Regions from separate parts of the Rattus norvegicus genome. Here region 2 is linked to region 1. The links are chromatin contacts, called in public Hi-C maps. All regions are on one chromosome and are shown on one strand. Each heading gives the region's core, a stretch centred on a gene start, on an enhancer-like site or on the middle of the called end of the contact. The rest is flanking DNA. Distances are from core to core; before and after follow the strand shown. Region 1 has its middle 17 kb from the start of Adm. Region 2 overlaps Ampd3 (adenosine monophosphate deaminase 3).

Region 1 (3,923 bases), core at 1,319-3,818:
TTAGCTCAGATAATTTACACGAGGAACCAGACGTGAGGATCTCTAATGTGTCACCCCCAAGTTCAATATTCTAAGATATTTTATTCAGGGAAAGATGAACATCAAAGAGCCCCATTAACACAGCCATCCTTTCTAAGCAGTTCCTCTGGGTCCGTGCTCCCCAGAACGTCCAGTTCTGAAACTTACAAGACCCCAGTTATTCCAAGACAGCACAGCTTGGAAAAAGATGCCTGGACAGAGAAGACTAGTTAATTTCAAGACTGCAAAAACCATTCTTTCTTTGGAGTAATGGAACGAGAACAAGGGGCATTTGACCCTTCCAAGATGTTTTCTTAATGCGAAATACAAGGTATGCACACGATCTTGTTTTCTGACAGATCCTTGAAAAAAAAAAATCTGGCGTCTGAACAATTCCTCTTAAAATACCAAAGACGGGGGCCAGAGGGGAACTTTTCTTCCTGAACAATGACCGAGAAGGGAATTCTAATGAATATTTTGGCACACAGATGTCATTTTCTGGCTCCTTCAGGACCCAAGAGCAGTGGGTCGTAATTAAAGTTGCTGATGGTAACTCCAGACAGTCAATCCAAGTGTTTTCTCTGTGCTGTCAATTCCCTGCATTAAATGATTAACTTCATGTTTGTGCAGTTGAACATACAAGCAGAGGGAAAATGAAATGTTGATATGAATTCTGGAACATTTCTCCAAAAGATATCATTTATTCCATTCAAAGGATTTGTACAATATTTTCCTTAGCTGATAAGTTGAATTGACCCTTTCCATGAAGAGAGCTGAGAGGCTCATCCTGAAGATGTCAAAATAAGATAGCATTGCCTGACTGCTTTCCTCTCTCCCTCTCTTTCTTGACAGGATCTCATGGAGTTCAGACTGGCTCTGAGTTCATCATAAAGTGGACGATGACCTTCAATGTCTCATCTTTCTGCCCCCACGTCCCTAGGACTGGTATGGCAAGAATGTGCCACCGCTTCGGTATCACCAGGGTGCACTGCTGGCGACTGGCATCCTAGGCAAGCATTGAGCCACACTCCCAGCCCCAAGATTATGTTTTCTGTAGGAAAGTAAAACCAGCTCATTCAATGTCTGAAGCTGAAGCCACACATCAAGTCACAGAATATTGTCCTCATTTGCTACCCCACCTTTCCGGAGGCTCTTCCAGGCTCTGTGGATGCTGCAAGTTCAATTATGTGACTTACAAAGGGCCAAGGCTGCTAATTTTTTTGTCAACTCAACTTTCAGAAAGAAAACCCACAAGTACATCTGTTTGCAAGATCTGTTAGGATCTTAGGAACCAGATTTCCAATTTTGTCTTTTTTTTTTTTTTTTAATAAATTTTGTTCCTTTTTTTTTTTGTCATGGGGAGGAGATTTATTGGAATTGAGGAGATGGGGAAGGAAGGGAGGTAATAGAGGGAGAAGAGAGAGAGAAAAAAAAAGAGCTAAATTTTGTTCCTTTTATCAAAATTTAGCAAAATCCTCCATCCTCCTTATCCCTCCCTCCCTCCCCCATCTTTCCCTCCACCTCCATCCCTCCAACTATCCCTCCATCTTCCTCCATACCTCTACCCTCCTCTAAACGATGTGTTTCAGTTTCTTTTTTGATGGAAACAAAGCAGCTAAGTCCAAGTGTTTCTGAGGAACCTGCCCAGAGCACCAAACTGACCATTCACAATGTTTATATTTCGAGCGTGTGTGTGTGTGTGTGTGTGTGTGTGTGTGTGTGTGTGTGTGTGTGTGTGCATGTGAGTGCTGTGTGTTTGCACGTAGAGGTAGAGGTCAGACCACAATATATGGAAGTTGATTCTCTCCTTCCACCCTGTGGGCCCCCAGGATTGAGCTCAGGTCTTCAGGTTTGGTATCGAGTACTCTTATCCACTGAACTCTCATCCACTAGCAGGCTCCAGTCACGTATTAAAGGTAAACTTGGATTTGCCCTGCAAAGCAATTCAACAAAGGACTGGCCTGCAAGATCCAACACAACACTATACTGCAAACTTTCCAGCTGCAGCTTGCACATTAGAAGCCAAGCATAGGACTATGTAAGGCAAGGAAGACTTGGGGCCAAGTGGGGGAGTGATCACAGCACTGTCAGCTCATGAGCCCAGTGCTACAGCAGCTGCTGGTTTTGATGGGACTTTCTGAGGTCTCTAATGTGCCAAGTACCTCAGTTTCAGGTTCTATTAATTCCCTTTCTCAGCCCCCACACTCTAGCTTTGGATAATATAATGGAGCAAAAACACGGTGCTGTGAAAACTCACTTGTTAGCCACTCGTCTACTTCACCATGTTTTTTGAGGGCCTCTCCGATGTGAAGAAGCCATGAACTAGCATGCCCTGACATTGGGCCACAGGATATGAGAGACTCAAAGCTGGAGGTGGAGTCTGCCGGGAGTTGCTGTCTTGCTCGGCTCACAGAAATCAGGAAGCCTTCTGGCTTTGGACAGGGGCTTTTGGGAGAGTCTCTTTTTAAAATTCACAGAGCCCACTGGAGATGACTCTACACTACCCACATGACAAAATGGTGGTGAGCCATCTCTAGGCCAGTGGGGTGACTCAGATGTGATTATGCCCTAACACTTTGTTCTCATTCCGTGCCAAAGAGTAAAAAAATGTAACCCTCTGCTGCCACCTGCTGTTTCCTTTGGAATACATTATTGGAATAATCTAAGCATGTGAATTGGTCTTTGCCAAATGTCTTGAGGAACTTGGGGGATGTGAAATGTATGTTTATATAATTCTGTACCAGCAGGTCTGTTATGTGCTAGGATAAATGGTAGGGTCCCATGGGTGCTTGCTGTCTTTTAAGCTAGTTCAATGGCTGTCTGTCCCATCCATTAGAATAAGCTTGCTGAGTCTCCCTGACCCCACCAAGGACCTACAGGGCCCTGCCCAGTGAACCCCTTGAGCAAGGTTCAATCCTTAAGAATTTGGGTATCTTCCTCATAAGGCAATTATGCCATATGAGCCATGATTGAAGGCTAGTTCCCGCACAGACTGTTCTCTGAAGGGTGTGTCAATGGATAGTATTCTTTGTGAATATCCCCTGCCCTGCCCCGGAAGTGGAAATGTTCTTCCCAGTAGAGCTGGCCAGCAGGCTTCAGCTCACATTTACTTGTGACGTCTTCAGATCTTATCTTATCTTCTTTGAGGAAACTGAGGCAGGTTAAGGAATTCCCAGAGAAGTGAAGATAACGCCGCCAGGTGGGAAAATCTGAGCTCAGGTTAGATGTGGAGACAATGGTGAAGAGTTAACAGTCATAAGCTTGGATAGTTCTGGTAGAGCCTCTTAGTCATCCGACTGCAGGCACAGAGAACAGAGATCACCTGTCTTGATAGTTCTAGAAAGTGGGATTTTCCTCTTTGCCATCTTCGGGAAGATGTACTCACACACAAGATCTTCTTTCAGTTGTCATCATTGACTTGAGGATTCTCTAAACAATGATCTTTTTGTTGGCAGAGATCAATGAGCCTGTTAGATGTATTTTCATATAAATCTCTTCTTTTAAAAGTCAAATCTCGTAGTTTTTAGTTGACATAAGTATTAAGGAAATGACCCTTAATAGTTCCTCCTATCAGACTGTGTCTGATAAGACCGGGTAGGCAATGGCTCATTACTCAGTGTCTTGCGCCACAGCTCCTAATTAGGGGCACTTTTGTTCAATGACTGAGTTGATCACCTATGTGCTCATCTGCAGAAGTCCTGGAGGGGGTGGGGATCATCATGGGGGAAGGGAGGAAGGAGTAGGAGGAAGGCTTCTCAGAATTACTCAGATAAACAGCTCAAGGTAGACAAACCATAAAGTACTAGAGTATGACAAGGAGACCAAAAGTTACACTATAGAGGCTTCAAAATACAAATGTATTGCTTATGGAGTAAGTATGGCTCTTGAGAAATTAACAAGAAAGT
Region 2 (4,239 bases), core at 1,014-3,513, 160 kb after region 1:
GAGTCCTATGGCTGACTGAGGGGACAAGGTCCTGGCACTCAGAATGGCCAAGGTGTCATGCCGAAAATTGTGGTGAGCCTGTAATTCTAGCTCTGTGGAGGATGAGGGAGGAGGATTGCAAGTTAGAAGATAGTTTGTGCTACATAGTGAGCCTCTGTCTAAAAGAGAGAAAGGGAAGGAGAGACAGCTAGGGTGGGGGACATTTTCTAGTGTGTCTGCCTTGCAAAGGCTTGGAGAAGTGTATTTGGTAACTGCATAGAAGAACTGTGATGCAGCCAGCTGGATCTCCTCACAGGGCCGGCAGACATTTCACCGCTTCGACAAGTTCAACTCCAAGTACAACCCTGTGGGGGCCAGTGAGCTTCGGGACCTGTATTTAAAAACTGAAAACTACCTGGGGGGAGAGTACTTTGCTCGCATGGTCAAGGTGAGTGAGCCCTCAGCCTCTTCAGATACCCACTGTCCTCTGTCCCTTCCTCTCCCCAAAGGCCCTTCTGTCTACCACCCAACACGGGCAAGCGCCGGTCCCCTGCTCTCGAGCATGGGCAGGTGTGTCTCGTGGGCCAATGGCAGGGAAGGGGTGAGAAGGGAGAGCTCGGAGCATCCTGGCGCCACCCCTGTCCATTTGCAGCCAGAACTTGGCTGGTTGCAGGCTGGCTCCAGGCGGAGACACTGCTGTTGCCTGTTCTGGCTCTACAGCCAGGCCTGATTCTACAGCGTGCTGGTGTCAGACCCTGGCCTCCCTCCCAGGAGAAGCCTTGGCGGGGGAGTGGGTGCTTACACGGCAACCCCAGGGATTTAGATCAGCCTTCCCACCTATGAGCAGGTAGCTGAGGATCCCAGGGCCAACCCAGGGATCGGGGGCTCTCGTGTAGCTGGGAGGCTTTTGTGCCAACTCAGTTCTTGGTATTAGGAAGTGGCCCGGGAATTGGAGGACAGCAAGTACCAGTACTCAGAACCCCGGCTGTCCATCTATGGTCGCAGTCCTAAGGAATGGTCTAGCCTGGCCCGCTGGTTCATTCAGCACAAGGTCTACTCGCCCAACATGCGTTGGATCATCCAGGTGCCGCGGATCTAGTGAGTACTGTGTTCTTGTCTGCCCCGGGCTTCTCCGGGGACCACAGCCTGTCCTGCATGGCTCCTGTCCGTGTGTATGCTCCTGAGCCTGGGGACAGGGACTGTGGGCTTGGCTTTCAGCACACATCACTCTTGCTGTTGAGGAATACATACATGAGAAGGCCTTGCTGGGGGAACACCCTTTCTTCTCATTGAAGATTTGGGTGAGCCTGGGGGATGAGATGACCCATGGTGTCCTACATTACTGGCCTCTGTGGCTGCCATGCAAAGCGACACTCTCATCTCCAGCTGGGCTGGGCTTGAGTGGCAGAGTCCATGTCCCTGGAGATTTGAGGACTCTTTTGTCACTTCTCACCCAGCCTGAATCCCACCTCCTCACTCTCAGTGGCCTCTGGCTTGAGGCAATGGCCACAGGTACAGAAAGATGCCCATCAGTTTGCAAACACTGACCACACTGGCTGTTTTCTCTGCTGAGAAAGTGACAGGGGCCCACTTGGCAGACCAAGTCCCTAACAAGCCAGCCTTTGGTTTCCCCAGTGATATATTTAGGTCAAAGAAACTACTGCCAAGCTTTGGGAAGATGCTGGAGAACATCTTCCTGCCCCTTTTCCAGGCTACTATCAACCCTCAAGACCATCGGGAGCTTCACCTCTTCCTTAAATACGTAAGTCTGGGGGCCTCTAGTGAGCCCATTTTGGCAGAGGAGGGCACTCCTGCCCCACATGGGCCCAATCACCTTCTCCGGCCTTCCACTCTGCTTCCCTCCCCAGCTCCTGGACCCAGGCACGGACTGCCAGCTCCAAGCAGCTGTATAATGAAAGGAATGGAGGGAGGCTGCTTCTCAGGGTAGTGGTTGCTGGGAGCACTGGGGAAGGCTGTGTCTGTCCCTAAAAGGGCAGCTGCAGGCAAGGGTCAGCAGCCGTTAGTCCAGAGGTCAGAGATACCTGATTTAAACGGTTTGCTAGGTTTCTTCTCAGTGAAGCAGAGGAGCCTCTGGGGCCACCGTGCTCCTGGCCAGGGCCCCCGATCTGTTGTGAGGCATGCGGCTGGTATCTCACAGCCAAACTTGACACACCGAAGGAATCCTCTGCCTATAATTCTGAATCCAGCTTTGGACCTATCTGGGCCCAGAGTGTAGTCATCGCGCTTGGACAGCTTCCTAAACCACTTTGGTCCTGGTTTGCTCAACATTAAGACGAGGCCACAGCCACCTCCCCACGCAGTGTCATTTGAGTGCTAACTAGCTGGCGAGTTGTAAGGTGGGGGGCAGGGGACTTGATGGATGGTTGTAGATGCTTGGCATGTCAAGCAGCCCCACCCCCACTCCAGCCCTCGCTACTGCTGTTGGCAGTGACTGCCACTCCCTGCAGCACTGGCCTCCTTGGCAACAGCAGTGGAGAAAGCTGGCAGCTCAGGCCTACCCTCATCTGGCCCAGCCTCGGTTTCCTCATTGTCAATGTCAGCGTCGATACTTCCCACACAGGTGACAGGGTTTGACAGCGTGGATGATGAGTCCAAGCACAGTGACCACATGTTCTCAGACAAGAGCCCCAGCCCAGACCTCTGGACCAGCGAGCAGAACCCACCCTACAGTTACTACCTGTACTACATGTATGCCAACATCATGGTGCTGAACAACCTCCGCAGGTGGGTGCAGCCCCGGCATGCGTGTGGGCTTCACATGCATGTGGTCCTCCTGCCAACATGCACACCCATGTGGTTCTTAAGTTTATCACATGACTGCTTGCACATGCGGGCACATGCTTGAGAAGACTCGTGCCGATACAGATACGTGGCTTGTGTGCAACGATGGATGCTGTACATTTGCACACACATGTTCATTTGCACATATTTACCAGCACGACCTCCACGTGGAGAGACCTAGGACACACTGACTGACCATATGCATGCTTCTCTACTGCTGTGCAGCCATCTGCACACATGCATTTGTGCCTTGAAAAAGTGCAACTCCCATGCGATAGGCACAGTCTGGACACAGGAGAGACCGAGTGAAGCAGATTCAGTTTGCCTAAATCTTAGGGTGGTGTCCTGTGGAAAGGTCCACAAACCAGACAAAGCGCAAACTGACAGGAGCCAGAAACCCGGGACACAGGCACAGGGCACAGCTACATTCCCTTCTCTGTGAGTCTAATGTTGCATGCACCTTCCTTTGGGAGCATAGCTTCTCACGGGCTAGCACCGAGCTAATCCAGGTTGTGCCGGGTGAGTTTAGAATGGGGTTGAGAAAAGGGCCTGTAACAACCAGGGTGGAGGTGGTCCTGAGTCGAGCTCTGGGAGATGGGCTCTCTGGTTCTGGCTATGTCATGACCTGCTCAGCGTCTTTCAACACACGCCATGCCCTGGGCCTTTGCTCATTTCTAAAGCAAAGTGGTTGGACCTGATTTCTCATGGAGCCAGTCTTGGAATGCCAAGAAGTGGGGTGGGGGTGGGGGTGAGTGGAGGAGGCCAGGACCCCTGTCCATGTCTTGTCTCCTCTGCCCTTCCACATTGTAGGAGGGGCTGCTCTGGGGTGCACTGCTCTAGCTGTGCTGACCTTGCCATAGGGGTGCTCTCTTCTGGGCTGGGGAAGTGGGCAGGGTAAGCCATGGGCACGTCTTGACCTGGAGCCTCCCTAACACAGGGAACGAGGCCTGAGCACATTCTTGTTCCGACCTCACTGTGGGGAAGCCGGCTCCATCACTCACCTAGTGTCTGCCTTCCTGACTGCAGACAACATTTCCCACGGGCTGCTCCTCAAGAAGGTAAGCGTGCTCTCCTGGAGCTGGCCCTGAGTGTGCGGTTCCCATCCCCCACCCCCTCTTCAGAGCTCTGGTCAGTGCTCCTTGAGGGCCATGGCTCCTGGAGGGCTGAGCTACTGTAGTCTTCTTGGTTTCACTTCAATTTTTATTTAGATATTTTCACATATTTCGATCATATTCTTTCCTTCTTCCAACTCCTCCCTACCCCCTACCCAACTTCATGTTTTCGTCCTCCCCCCGCCCTTCTCTCTCTCTCAAAACAAAGCTAAAGCAGGAAAACGAACAAAGACGATTTGGCTCACTTTTAACCATAAAATAACCAAACACATCACATTTTAGGTGAAAAAAGTGAATAGAAATCTCCATGCTTTCTTTATAGAAACAGCACCAGCAGTCGTTTAGT

Evidence for each region. Hi-C and Micro-C count contacts between places; a contact is called where the count stands out from the background.
Region 2: a Hi-C map of the A7r5 cell line shows a contact between it and region 1, with 4 times the contacts expected there. The contact joins two enhancer-like sites. A contact is called at or near these places in 7 of 12 Hi-C or Micro-C datasets (the A7r5 cell line, the Rat2 cell line, Schwann cells and 4 more) and 1 of 1 datasets of contacts at active chromatin or transcription factors (oligodendrocytes).

The regions. Positions count from the first base shown.
Region 1 is chr1:174,195,058-174,198,980 of GRCr8, forward strand. No RefSeq gene overlaps it. Among named protein-coding and RNA genes, the nearest start is that of Adm, 17 kb to the left of the region's middle. Within about 2 kb of position 2,569, at least 12 of the 93 cell types and tissues checked have an H3K27ac peak or open chromatin away from gene starts, as enhancers often do. A contact at or near this core is called in the A7r5 cell line, where this site is marked.
Region 2 is chr1:174,354,423-174,358,661 of GRCr8, forward strand. It overlaps Ampd3 (adenosine monophosphate deaminase 3), which reads left to right. Exons shown (of 15, transcript NM_031544.2): 8 at 296-427; 9 at 914-1,077; 10 at 1,615-1,741; 11 at 2,561-2,724; 12 at 3,719-3,839. Among named protein-coding and RNA genes, the nearest start is that of rnf141, 35 kb to the right of the region's middle. Within about 2 kb of position 2,264, at least 42 of the 93 cell types and tissues checked have an H3K27ac peak or open chromatin away from gene starts, as enhancers often do. A contact at or near this core is called in the A7r5 cell line, where this site is marked.